Regions from separate parts of the Mus musculus genome. Here region 2 is linked to region 1. A link is a contact called in public promoter capture Hi-C data. All regions are on one chromosome and are shown on one strand. The core of a region is the stretch at or near the end of the contact, and the rest is flanking DNA. Distances in the headings are between cores, read along the strand shown.

Region 1 (5,973 bases), core at 2,591-5,090:
GTTTTGCCCCGTGCTGGTGGGTGGTAAGACAAGGGCTGACTTCAGGGATACTTTGTAGCTACATCTGATGGGCCTTGTAGATGGTTTCAGAATCTGCCACAAAGAAAGAATCCAGGGACGTCATCAGATTTTTGTCCCCAGCACCTGGAAAAGCAGAGTTGCCACCTATGGAGATAAATGAACAGGGCCACAAGAGGATGGGCTGGGAGGAAGCAGAGTGGAAGAGTGGTTGATGTGATGCCTGTGTGCGATCGGCCGCCAGAGAATGAGGCTCCATATCTGAGAAGCATCATTGAGTCCCCTGGGCTCTGTCAGAATCAAGTGTCATCCAGCCAAGCAGCTCCTACTCAAATGTCCATCATCACATAGCTGAGTGCTGGGCTGTGATCTCATCTTAAAGGCTGACTGACAGAGAGTGAGGGGCTCCCCAGTTCACTCACATGGCTTTGACACCTCTGCCTGCTTGCCAGCCACGGGGGCCAGTCCAGAGGGCCATCTGATAGTTGTCGGAATCAGATTTCTCCGGGGGATGGGGGGAGGGGGCATTCCACAAGAAAGCTAGAGAATGTCTAAGAATGAAGGTATAGTGGGGTGTGTGTGTGTGTGTGTGTGTGTGTGTGTGTGTGTATCCATAGAGGGGAGGCACATATTGTGTGGGGCTCAGAAGACACCCTTAGGTGTGAGTCCTTCCATCTTTGGTTTGAGATGGGCTTCCAAGGACCTGCCTGCCTCTGTCTCCCATATCATCAGAGCTTGCATTACAACCACATCCTTCATATCCACCTTTCTACTTGGCTTCTGGGAACCAAAGCTCAAGTCCTCAGACTTGTGAGGCAAGCTCTTAATCGACAGAGCCATTTCCCTAGCTCCTGGGCAGTCTTTTATCCCCTAGTTGCAGAAGCAATGTTTAACATTTCTTCTCTCAGTCTGCCCAACCCACACACACACTGTGAAGGAGGACTACACGTGGGCATGAATATGCGGTGTTGCGTCTCCTTGAACATTGTGTGGTAAGATTATAGAGACACTTGGGAAAATTGCAATAATCTGGGGGAACTTCATTACTAGGAATATATTCTTGGTCAATCTTTTATTTTTATTTTATTATTTTATGCATATGGGTGTTTTGTTTTTGTGTGTGTCTGGATCCCTGGAACTGGAGTAACCACAGGTTATGGGTACTACTTGAGTGATAGAAATTCAATCTGGACTCTCTGAAGAGCAAGTACTCTTAGTCACTGAGTACTCTCCAGCCCTTTGGCCAATCTTTAAAGGAACAAGGGGAATCGCTTCTAAGCTGAGTCTCCAGTGATGTGGCACAAGAACTGGTCAGGAAGAGAAACCAAAGTGGTCCCTGCAGCTACTAACACCAGAGCTGCTATGCCTCTTTTTTCCTGCTCTCCTGTATCAGCCGAACAGTGCCAGGTGGTCCAAGTGTTTTCCTCTTGAAACTATAGACAAAGTTTTCTAAGGAACATATGTTGATTGTGACTGTTAGTTTTAACTGTCAACGTGGCACAATTTAGAATAACCTAGGAACACAGTGTCAGTAAGGGATTGTCTACATCAGTCTAGTTTATGGGCGTGTCTATGGAGACAGTCTGTTTTCATTGATCTGGGGAGAACCAGACCACTGTGGGCGGCACCATTCCCTATGCAGGAGCCCTGCGTTGTATAAGTGTGGAGAAGGTGAGCTGAGTTGTGAGCATGCATGCATTCTTTCTCTGCTCTTGACTGCAGATGTGGTGATCTGCTTCAAGTAGCTGCTGTTTGACTTACCTGCAGTGACTGCTGCGGACTGGAATTGTGAGTTGAATAAATGCTTTCTTTCTTAAGGTTGCCTTTATCAGGTTGTCTTACCACAGCAACAGAAATAAAAGATGTTGGTGGAAAAACTGACATCTACATCCTAGATACAGGGAGCTGGGAATGCAATTTTAAAAATGTTTGTTATGGAAAGGGGGAGTTAATATTGTGAAGAACAATCAAATGGAGATAATGTTCAATAAGGATGTTGGAGATCTGTAAATGACAGCTGCCAGTCACGGTGTGGAAGCAAGCAAAGTGACAGAGCAGAAAGCAGAGGCTATGAAACATATCTAATAGAAAAATCACAAAGATATATGAATAGATAATGTGCTCTTTAAAAACTTCAAAGCACTAACAACAACAACAACAAACAAACAAAAGAACAGAGATCATGAAGTAAGTTTTGAAAAGTAAAGACAGAAAGGCATAAATTAATAATGTAGTAAACTGGATAAGAGAAATGGATGGAAAAAATCTCTCAAAACATGAAACAAGAGGCTGGAGAGATGGCTCAGTGGTTGAGTCTGTTCTTCCAAGGGATCCAGGTTCAATTTCCAGCACCACATGGCAGTTCACAACTGTCTGTAACTCCCATGCCAAGGGACCTGACAACCTCACATCAATACACATAAAATAAAGTTAAGTAACTTATTTTTAAAAGAACATAAGATGAAAAGGCAAAGGGATGAAAAATCTGAAATGAAAAAGAAAGACAAATATGGAAGGTGAAATCAGAGAAAAGTGGACTTTAACTGAGTTATCCCAGAATAAGAATGAGAGTGGGGGAGGCATGAAATAATTTTCAATTTAAATGATCTCTCTCTCTCTCTTCTCTGTCTCCTTCCTTTACTCCTGCCTTCTTTCCCTCCCTCCCCTGTCCTTTCCTCTTTCCCCTTGCTCTTCCTCTTCTTCTTCCTCTCTCTCTCTCTCTCTCTCTCTCTCTCTCTCTCTCTCTCTCTCTCTCTCTCTCTCTTTCTCTCTGTCCTTTTTCTCTTTATCCTCTCCCCCACTCCTCCCTATGGGGATTACTTTGGCCTCAATCCTTGGAGCCAGTGAACTTGCCAGAGACCAGCTTCCCAATAAACACGCCTTTAATATAAAACAAAAACAAAACTTCCCAGATGTAAAGACAGATATTCTAACGGCCTCCTAAGTTCCAAGTCTGATATGAATAAAGTGTCTCAGAGAGCTTTCGAATTATGACATTTCAGAACACTCAGGATAGAGGCTGATGGAGTTGATTTTTAAAAAAAGCTGGCCCTCTTATGAGACTCATTATTCAACAGCTGCTTCAAACACGTGACATGTATTAGTTCATTTAAACTTCACGCACAATAGGGCCAGGAGAGATGATTCGGCCTTTAAGAGTGCTTCCTGCTGTTCCACACGGGGCAGCTCCCAACCACCTGTAACTTCAGCTCAGGGCATTTAAAGCAGAACCACAGACTACAGTCATCCTCGTGGCCTTAGGTGGTAGCAGGGCCATGAACATCAACATAGGCCTGGCAGCGCTAGGTGCAGTAAGACTATGGACCAGGATGTGGCTCTCAGTGGCAACATGGGGCTGGAATCACCGTGGCCCCCAGTGACAGCACAGCTACCCACATGATGTGGCCCCCAGTGGCAGCATTACCCACAGACATCAACATGGTCTCAGTCTGCAACACAGACCATGGACATCTATACAGCCTTTGGTGGTAGCACACGCCATGGACATCAACATAGACCCAGCTGCACCAATACTTACCTTGCAACTGATACCTAAGGTCATGGTGATGTCCAGGTTCGTCCTGTCACAGAGGGCCATATTAGGGTCTGCGGTCTTAGTGTAGCTGGATCTGCATTGATGTCTGTGGCCTGTGCTACCCAAAGTCCATGTGGAAATCCATGGTCTATGCTCCCGCCTGAAGCCATGGTGATGACCATAATCCCAGCTTCATCAGAGGGCCTTGTCTGGGTCCTGGCCCTACTGCAACTGGGAGCCTTGTTTGTGGTCTGTGCTGACTTCAGAAACCATGTGAAACCCATGATTCATGCTCTCCCAGTTCATAAAAAGCAAATAAACTCCTTTGACGGTGACATCAATGACTGCAGACGCACAGTTGAGAAAAAGGGAAGTGGACGGCTTCTGTGACAACCCCTCCCTCCACCCCATGCCCACCCCCAAACGGTAACAGCCTAGTTACTCTTAAAAACTGTGATAGAATGCTGAAGTGTCTCTCCACAATAGATGGCTTCCAGCAGAGGTGTGGGAGGGGAGACTTAGCTCTACTTAACAGGCTGAGAGTTTGACCATGCTCCAGTGAGTATACAGATAACAAAATTGCACTTTTTTGGGGGAGGGAGGTCACTGGGGATGGGGCACACAAGGAACGACTAGGAAACAAATTTGATACAGTGTATGATGTGAAATCAGCAAGCAATCAATAAAAATATTATGTTGGAAAAACAAAAAATAAAATAAACGTCTTGGCCTTGTAGGCATCTACACTTACATGGCACACACACACATACACACACATACACACAAACATACACAAATACACACAAACACACATACATACTACCATCACACACCACACACACACATAAACACACACAAACACATACACATGACCACCACCACCACATACCATACACACACACATAAACACACACAAACACACACAAACACACACGACCACCACCACCACACACACAAACGTACACACAAACGCATATACACACAACCACCACCACACCACACACACACACACACACACACACACACACACAAATACAAATTTAAAAAATAGGTCTTTAAACCTTGAAATACTCCTAAGAACTGGCTACTATTTGCATGTGTTTTTTCCAGTTGAAAATGAGGAGCTTATCCACCACACACAGCTGGCTCACGGGAAAATGAGGTTCATACCTGAAACCTGCCCGATTACCTCAATTCCTTAACTACCACTTCCTTTTAGAAATCGGGAAAGAGCTGCTTCCAAACTCTGGCAGAATAAAAACATGTTTAATGCAGAATTGACTTAAATATGAATCAAGTGTTAGGGATCATGACACATTTTCACATGTGCAAAAACTTAGTGCAAAAGCTCAGATAGGAGAAAACCCACTTCCAGATGTCCAAAACCATAAACGTAGTAGCATATTAAACACGCTCTGGGAATCTGAAGCCCTGAAGTTAATATGTCCAATTAATACCACGGTTAATCGTGATCATCAATTTGATAGGATCTGGAATCAACTAAGAGACCTGACTGGGGTGGATCTGTGAGGGCACATCCAGAAAGGACACGCTAAGGGGAGAAAGCCCTCCCTCAGAGCAGGAGGGCTACTGGCAGGCATTACCCAGAGATAGAGTTCTGAGGAAGAAGCGGTTAAGTGTAGCCACCCCGGGCCGCTGCCGCTGCCCTTCACGGACATCAGAATCCACTTATTTAGCCCTCCAGCTTGGACTGAAGACCCCCAAAGACCAGTGACTCTCCAGAAATCTTCCAGGCCTTCAGCATCAGCTTGCGACTGATCAGACAGACAGTCTTTTAGATTGCGCAGGCGCCAGGTTCTCAGACTCTCCAGCCTCTGTTGGACTTCCCAGACCATTTTATCATGTAAGCCTTTCTAGTAAACCCCCTTCGGACTATATAGTCCGTCTATCAGCTCTGTTCCCGTAGAAAACCTTGTGTATTCCCTTTGTCTTGGCCAAGACAGATAAGATGTCTGCTTCTTTGCCAGCTGTGGATTTGGCCCAGGGAGGGCTGCAGCTGGAACCTGATACAACTTCCAAAGAGACGAAAACTTGACACAGCAGGGACCAAGCCAAACTGCTGAGAAGGGACTGGGGGTGTTGGGCAAGCAGGGTGTAGAGAGGGTGGGGGGAGATAGGGGGAACTTTGGCTCCGGAACAAAGACTGGCTCAGGCCTCTCAGTGACTCACAACTTTGTGCCCCATGAACATGTGCCTTCTTCAGAGTAGAGATCTGAGCCGTCAGGGAGTCTCAGTTCCCTCACCCATAACCTCCCTCCCCAAATGGGGTCCTGAGCTTTGCATGTGAACAGAGGGGATCCTGAGCAACAGAGCCCAGAGGACCCTGGCTGAAGGGAGATGTGATCCCTACATTCTTAGAAATAACAGAGAGCCGGGTGTCTGCTGAGCACATTGGGCAA
Region 2 (5,973 bases), core at 1,934-4,433, 320 kb after region 1:
AGCCAAGGCAGGTGGATCTCTGTGAGTTCAAGGCCAGCCTGGTCTACAAAGCAAGTTCTAGGACAGCCAGGGAAACCCTGTCTTTTCTGTGGTTTATACCATGAGTGTTTGGTGGCCTCAGAGGCCAGAAAGTGGTGTTGGAGTTACAGGTGGTGATGAGCTGCCCAATATGGATGCTTGTAGAGGTCCAGAGGTCCTCGCACACACAGATAAGCCCTGGAGAAGCCAGGAAAGTTAAACACAGAGTTTCAAGCTCTCGCCTGGAATAAGGGGCTTAGCTATTTTCCCAGATTGCTAGGATGGGGGGTGGGGAGGGGAATGTAGTTTATAATCTTTGCTTCCTGTTGGGCCAAGCTCTGCCCGTGTCCCCCAGAATATGATGTGTGTTTATCCCAGACTCGCCCCCCGCCCCCGCCCCCAATAGAACCTTGAGCATTACTTCTGTGTCACAAAACTCATCCTAATGAGTGACGTCATTTGTGCTTTACCACAAGCTGTAGGCTTAGGGCCAGGCCAATGCTGGCCCCCACAGGCATTGTGTTCAGCCCTGTCAGTCTCCCTAGACCCTAATCTCGAGCACTGTCTCTAAGTCAACAGTTGTACTCACTGGGCTGAGTTACTTGTTCTCTGAAAACTTCCTTCCAAAACTGGGCCATGCTTAAGTATGGCTAAAGTAAGATGCTCTGGGTCAGACTCAAGTCTCAGCCTAGCACTGGTTACCAAAACCAGGTTGAGCCAGTTTGTATTCTCCTCTCACTCTGATCATTTCTTTCTGCTTGTTGTTCCCTTGTTCTTTCTAAAGCCTTCAGGACCCAACCACAGATTCAGGGAACTGAGCTCACGGCCTCAGCAAGAACGCTAAGCCATCTTTTCAAGCACCTCTCAAACATGCATATGCATATGTATATGTGTATGTATATGTGTATGCATATATAATGTATATGATGCATGTATATACATATGATGTATATGTATGTAAATAATTGTTTAAGGAAAAAGAAGGATAAAAACCATTTTTAAAAAGGCCTGTCAGAAGCTGAGGCCTGAAGAGGGATGAGTAGCCAGGTGAGGAGAGAGAGCTCCTGGCATGAAACTGGTGACCACAGAACATCTCAAAGCCTTTAAAGAAAGGGGCAGACACCATTTTCACTCTCCAATGTGTTCCCATCACTGTGATGTCATCTCTCCAAGGCTTTACCAGGGCCATGGAGATGCGGGTACCATTCTCTTAAGTCTCCAGAACTGAGAGCTAATGAAATCTCTATCGGTTCCCCAGCCTCTGCATTTATTAAAAGTCACAGGAAACAGACTAACATGAAGTATAATTCAGATGCAGTCAAATTCACCTTTTTCTTGTGTGCATACCTTGAGCCTGGGCCCTGTGAGTGTGGATACAACCGTGACAGCCTTGTGTGTGTGCTTTGATTCCCAGGACCACCAAGAAGGAAGGCAAGAACTAACTACTAAAGCTTACCTTCTCACTCCTCCACATGTGCTGTGGCATCCCCCCACCACCACATCCTCCACTCCCAATAGAATGTGACTTGAAATTTCTACAAAAGAAGCTGACAGACAGTTTTCCAAAGTGGTTGTATTGCAGTCTTATTAACCATGTAGTGGCCGTTTTCGTTTTAAGATAACGTTTACAGAGCACTGTGCAAAGGATGTGCTTGCACTATCTGTAGATAACTATCTCCGGTTCTTCCCTCATCCTTTACTGTTCTCCTTTTGACCATGAAGAACTATGACCACTTCCCAGCTCTGTCTGCGGCCACCTTCCCATATGTATTCTTGGGGACAGAGGGCCTCTGTGGCAGCCTGCTGCTTTGCCCAGCTATGTTTCTATTCCTGGTATCTGTCACTTGGCTTGTTCAGCTTTTTTTTTTTTTTCCCCTTAAATAGAAACTTCTAAAACCCCAGCATGGAAATCTTATCATCTTTCAAAACTCCTTTCTTTTAGCTTCCCAACAGTTTACTGACAAGGTGGTAGCCAAGACCAGGGTAGTAGACACGGCTCTTAGCTATCTGTGCCCCAGGACCAGATTGCACGGCCAGAGTGGTTAAAGAAACTAAGGAAGGGTCTGAGGGTTACACAGCAGAATGGTCCAAAGCTCAGGGCAGACGGGTCTCTTATAAACTATGACTGTCCCCCAAAGTCACTTGCATTGATTGTACGGAGCAAAATAAAATCTGACCAATTATTTGGATTCTGCCTTCAACTTTTTTTACATATGGCAATGTCAGAGAAAAATACCAACGGAGGAGAAATATTTTTATAACACAGCCAGGATGTGCTGATTACAAAAGCGATTATGTGCACAGGATAGACGCTTTCCTTAGCCGGAACAGGCTGTGTTGTCTCTCCCCAGACTCACCGAAGTGCTGAAGGCAGAGCCACTTGCAACGTGTCGGCTCTCGTTCCATTTCTAGAAGTGATCTGATGCAATCCCACGTCTGTGAGCTGGGCCGGGGCCAGGTTCTTACTCTACAGTTTTACAACACACCAGCGTGGCTACTCCTGCAGCGCTGGGTGATCCTGGAAATCTGGCCGCCACTACTCGCTACTCGGCGGGAAGCATCAAGCTGTCCTAGATTGCTGTGTTGAGCTTGCCTGGGTCCCAGTCTCATCTGGTAGACCTTGCAAGGCAGTCTCGCTCACACTTATCCACCGTTCCGACCCTAAACTGCTCACGTCGGGGTCATGAAATGCAAAAAGGAAAAAAACAGACTGGCTCGTGTCCCTTTACTCATTGTCAGTCCCCAGCCTGCCATCCCAGCCAGACCGCGTCTGCAGCTGATTCCCGGCAGCAGACAAAGGCTCACTTGACAATTCCCATCCCGGATACTGCCACAGGCTTCTCTGGAGTCTTCCAGTCTGAAAAAAAGCTGTTGTCCCTTCTAGCAAGGTCTGAGCATCACTGCCCACCCCAGCCTTGCCGTCCCGGCCCTGCAACCCCCGAGGTCTGGAAAGCAAGACCAGGATGTGGATGCTCGCCTTGACAGGACTCACCCGGCTGGTGGAGAAGTGCCGTAGCGCCTGGCTACCCCGCCACAGCATGATGTAGAGGAGCGAGCGATTGCCAGGCGGGCGGCGGGAGTGGGTAGGTACCAGGGCTGCAGAGGGTTGAGTGCTTCGCTTCAGCTCTGTCCAGCTCTGCTCACGGCCCCGCCCCCTCGAATGGCAGGTCCCGCCCCTCACCGCTGGCAGAGCTCCTGCCCCTAAGCACACGTGACCTGGTGCAGGTCTAGGGAATGAATCGGTGCCTAACCCAAGGGCTTGCTGGACTCCGCCTCTGCTCCATGGATAGCCTAAGTGTTCGCTAGAGGTGGGACCTTCCATAAATTACTCAGACCCGCGGAGTTAGGCAGAGAGATGTACCTTATAATTTAATCGGACACCCTGTAAGGATTACTTTTTATTTTCAACTTGACTCAAGGTAGGATGATCTGGGAAAGGGATTACCTGGACCAGGCACACCTGGATGGAACATTTCTTGGGTTAACTGAGGTGAGAAGATGCGTCCTGATTGTGGGTGGCATCATTTCATGGACTAGACCCTGAACTAAGAGTAAGAGTGAAAAAAGAAAAAAAACAAACAAACAAACAAACAAAAACAACAACAAAAACGTGTTGAGCAGTAAGCATGTGTGGATTTATTCTCTCTCTCTGAGTGTAACTAGCTAGCTGCCTCGGGTTCCCACCTTGACTTCCGGACAATGGTAGATAGTAACCTGGACTCCTAAATTGAATAAACCCTTTCTCCTTTAAGTTGCTTTTTCCTCGGGGTGTTTCGCAACAGAAATGAATTAGAACACTTCGAAAGTTACCTGCCTAACAGTCGCCAGAAAGCAACAGGCACACTTGTGGAGCTCCAGCTTGAACTGGGAAGATAAGGCGCTGGGCACCCTTGCTTTAGGCATAGTCTGATACCCCCATCATCTGAGGATGAGGGTTGGTAAGATACTGTTCGCTGGCCTTGTCGCACACTTCTCGTCCCCAGTAGATAACTCATACCTGCATTTGTGCCTTGCCTCTATGAAGAAACTTGCACACATGCTGTAGTGAAACCTTTGTCCCAAAAGGATTCCTTAGCCTGGAATTCGGGGCTGCGTGGAGTTTCGTTCACTCTTGTATTTTGATATTCTTCTGCCCGTGTGATTATTACTTCCCAACTGTTTATTGTGAATTCATTAATTGAACAGATTCACAGCGTTCTCTGTCACATCCATACAGATGAGTTACTTTTTGTTGGACTCCACTCACTATCCTTAATCCCCTTAAACAACTCTCTCGATTTGTTTATATACTCATGGGGGGCATTGGATACCTAAAGAAGCTGTTAAAGGCAGATCTGAAAGATCTTCAGTTTTGGTTTTTTATTTATTTTTTATTTTTGTTACATTCATGAACCATACACTCTTTAACCCAAAGATGTAACAAACATTTGGTGAAATGTGTCTATTCTTACTGAAGTCTCTGAGACTCTGTCTGGCATTTTCTTTGTAATGATATGAAACAAATGTTACTGACTTCTTGCTTAAATCCATTTCACTTTTGAGCACTCAGAGATCATGCACATTGGTTAGGGAGCATCTTTCCATGTATGTATGTATGTATGTATGTATGTATGTATGCATGCATGCATGTATGTATGTATGTATGTATTTTAATATTTACTTTTGCTGGAGATGTGGCTCAGAGGTTAAGAGCACTGACTGCTCTTCCAGAAGTCCTGAGTTCAATTCCCAGCAACCATGGTGACTCACAATCATCTGTAATGGGATTCAATGCCGTCTTCTGGTGTGTCTGAAGACAGCTACAGTGTACTCATATACATAAAATAAGTAAATAAATCTTTGGGGAAAAAAGATTTACTTCATTTTTAATTAGTGCAATGTATTGTCTGTATGTGCGTGCTTGTGGCCTCAGAGGGACGTTACGGGAAGTTGTAAGTCACCTGAAGTGGATTGTGGGAACTGAACTCCCATCCTCTGTAAGAGCAGTATGAGCTCTTAACCACTACCCCGGTCCAAGACATTGCCCGTAACCCTACCGGTTTATGGGCATGTTTCAGCTTTACTGACTGTATATCAGCTTGAGGAAACTGTGAGGCTTGAGATAATCCTTCTTGGAATGAAATGGTCAGATGTATGCCCAGCCCAGATTATTTTACTTAAGATTCTGCTTTCAGGGAGCTAGAGAGATGGCTCAGTGGTTAACAGCACTCACTGCTCTCTTAAGGTCCTGAGTTCAATTCCCAGCACCCACACGGCAGCTCACAGGTGTCTGGTGCCATCTTCTAGTATGCAGAAGTACATGCAGATAAAGAACTCATATACATAAACATGTAAATCTATCTATCTATCTATCTATCTATCTATCTATCTATCTATCTATCTGTATCTATATGAATCTGCCTTCAGTATCTGAGGAATAAAACAGACTAAATCTTTTTTAAACTGAAATATCTTTTTATTTTGACATTCTCATACTTCATAAATAAAAAGTAATTTTTAGTTCAGGTAGTAGAATGCTGTCATTAAGAAAGAATGTATAAAGATTGATAGAGGGCTGGAGAGATGGCTCAGTGGTTAAGAGCACTGACTGCTCTTCAGAATTTGATTGCTGAGTTCAAATCCCAGTGACCACATGGTGGCTTACAACCACCTGTAATGAGATCTGACGCCCTCTTCTGGTGAGTCTGAAAACAGCTACAGTGTACTTAGATATAATAATAAATAAATCTTTAATAAAAAGATTGATAGAATGGAATTGTAAATAAGATGCATTGAAAGTTTGTAAACATTTGTGCATTTATCAAAATAATAATGTACAGAGCACTGTAATACAGAAGAAATGTAAAAATGAACAAAACACAGTCTGTTTCCTCAGTTTCTTTTATAATCTAAAGCAACTGACAAATGATAACTTGGGAGGAAGAAAATTGTGGAGTTGAAGTGAGTTTGGGACCA

What was found. Promoter capture Hi-C pulls out the DNA fragments that hold promoters and counts their contacts.
Region 2: a promoter capture Hi-C map of macrophages shows a contact between it and region 1, with 5 read pairs. The contact joins the promoter of Aldh1l2 here to the enhancer-like site in region 1. A contact is called at or near these places in 14 of 39 promoter capture datasets (the C10 cell line, HPC-7-derived erythroid cells, cranial neural crest and 6 more), 1 of 15 datasets of contacts at CTCF or cohesin (the NIH/3T3 cell line), 7 of 484 Hi-C or Micro-C datasets (bone marrow-derived macrophages, embryonic stem cells, gonadal supporting cells and 4 more), 11 of 115 datasets of contacts at active chromatin or transcription factors (astrocytes, embryonic stem cells, epiblast stem cells and 3 more) and 2 of 9 other capture datasets (adipose tissue and liver).

The regions. Positions count from the first base shown.
Region 1 is chr10:83,211,876-83,217,848 of GRCm38.p6, forward strand. No RefSeq gene overlaps it. Among named protein-coding and RNA genes, the nearest start is that of Slc41a2, 120 kb to the right of the region's middle. Within about 2 kb of position 3,841, at least 54 of the 459 cell types and tissues checked have an H3K27ac peak or open chromatin away from gene starts, as enhancers often do. A contact at or near this core is called in bone marrow-derived macrophages, granulocyte-monocyte progenitors and macrophages, where this site is marked.
Region 2 is chr10:83,530,957-83,536,929 of GRCm38.p6, forward strand. It overlaps Aldh1l2 (aldehyde dehydrogenase 1 family, member L2), which reads right to left and starts at 3,184. Exons shown (of 23, transcript NM_153543.2): 1 at 3,011-3,184. The coding sequence starts at 3,058.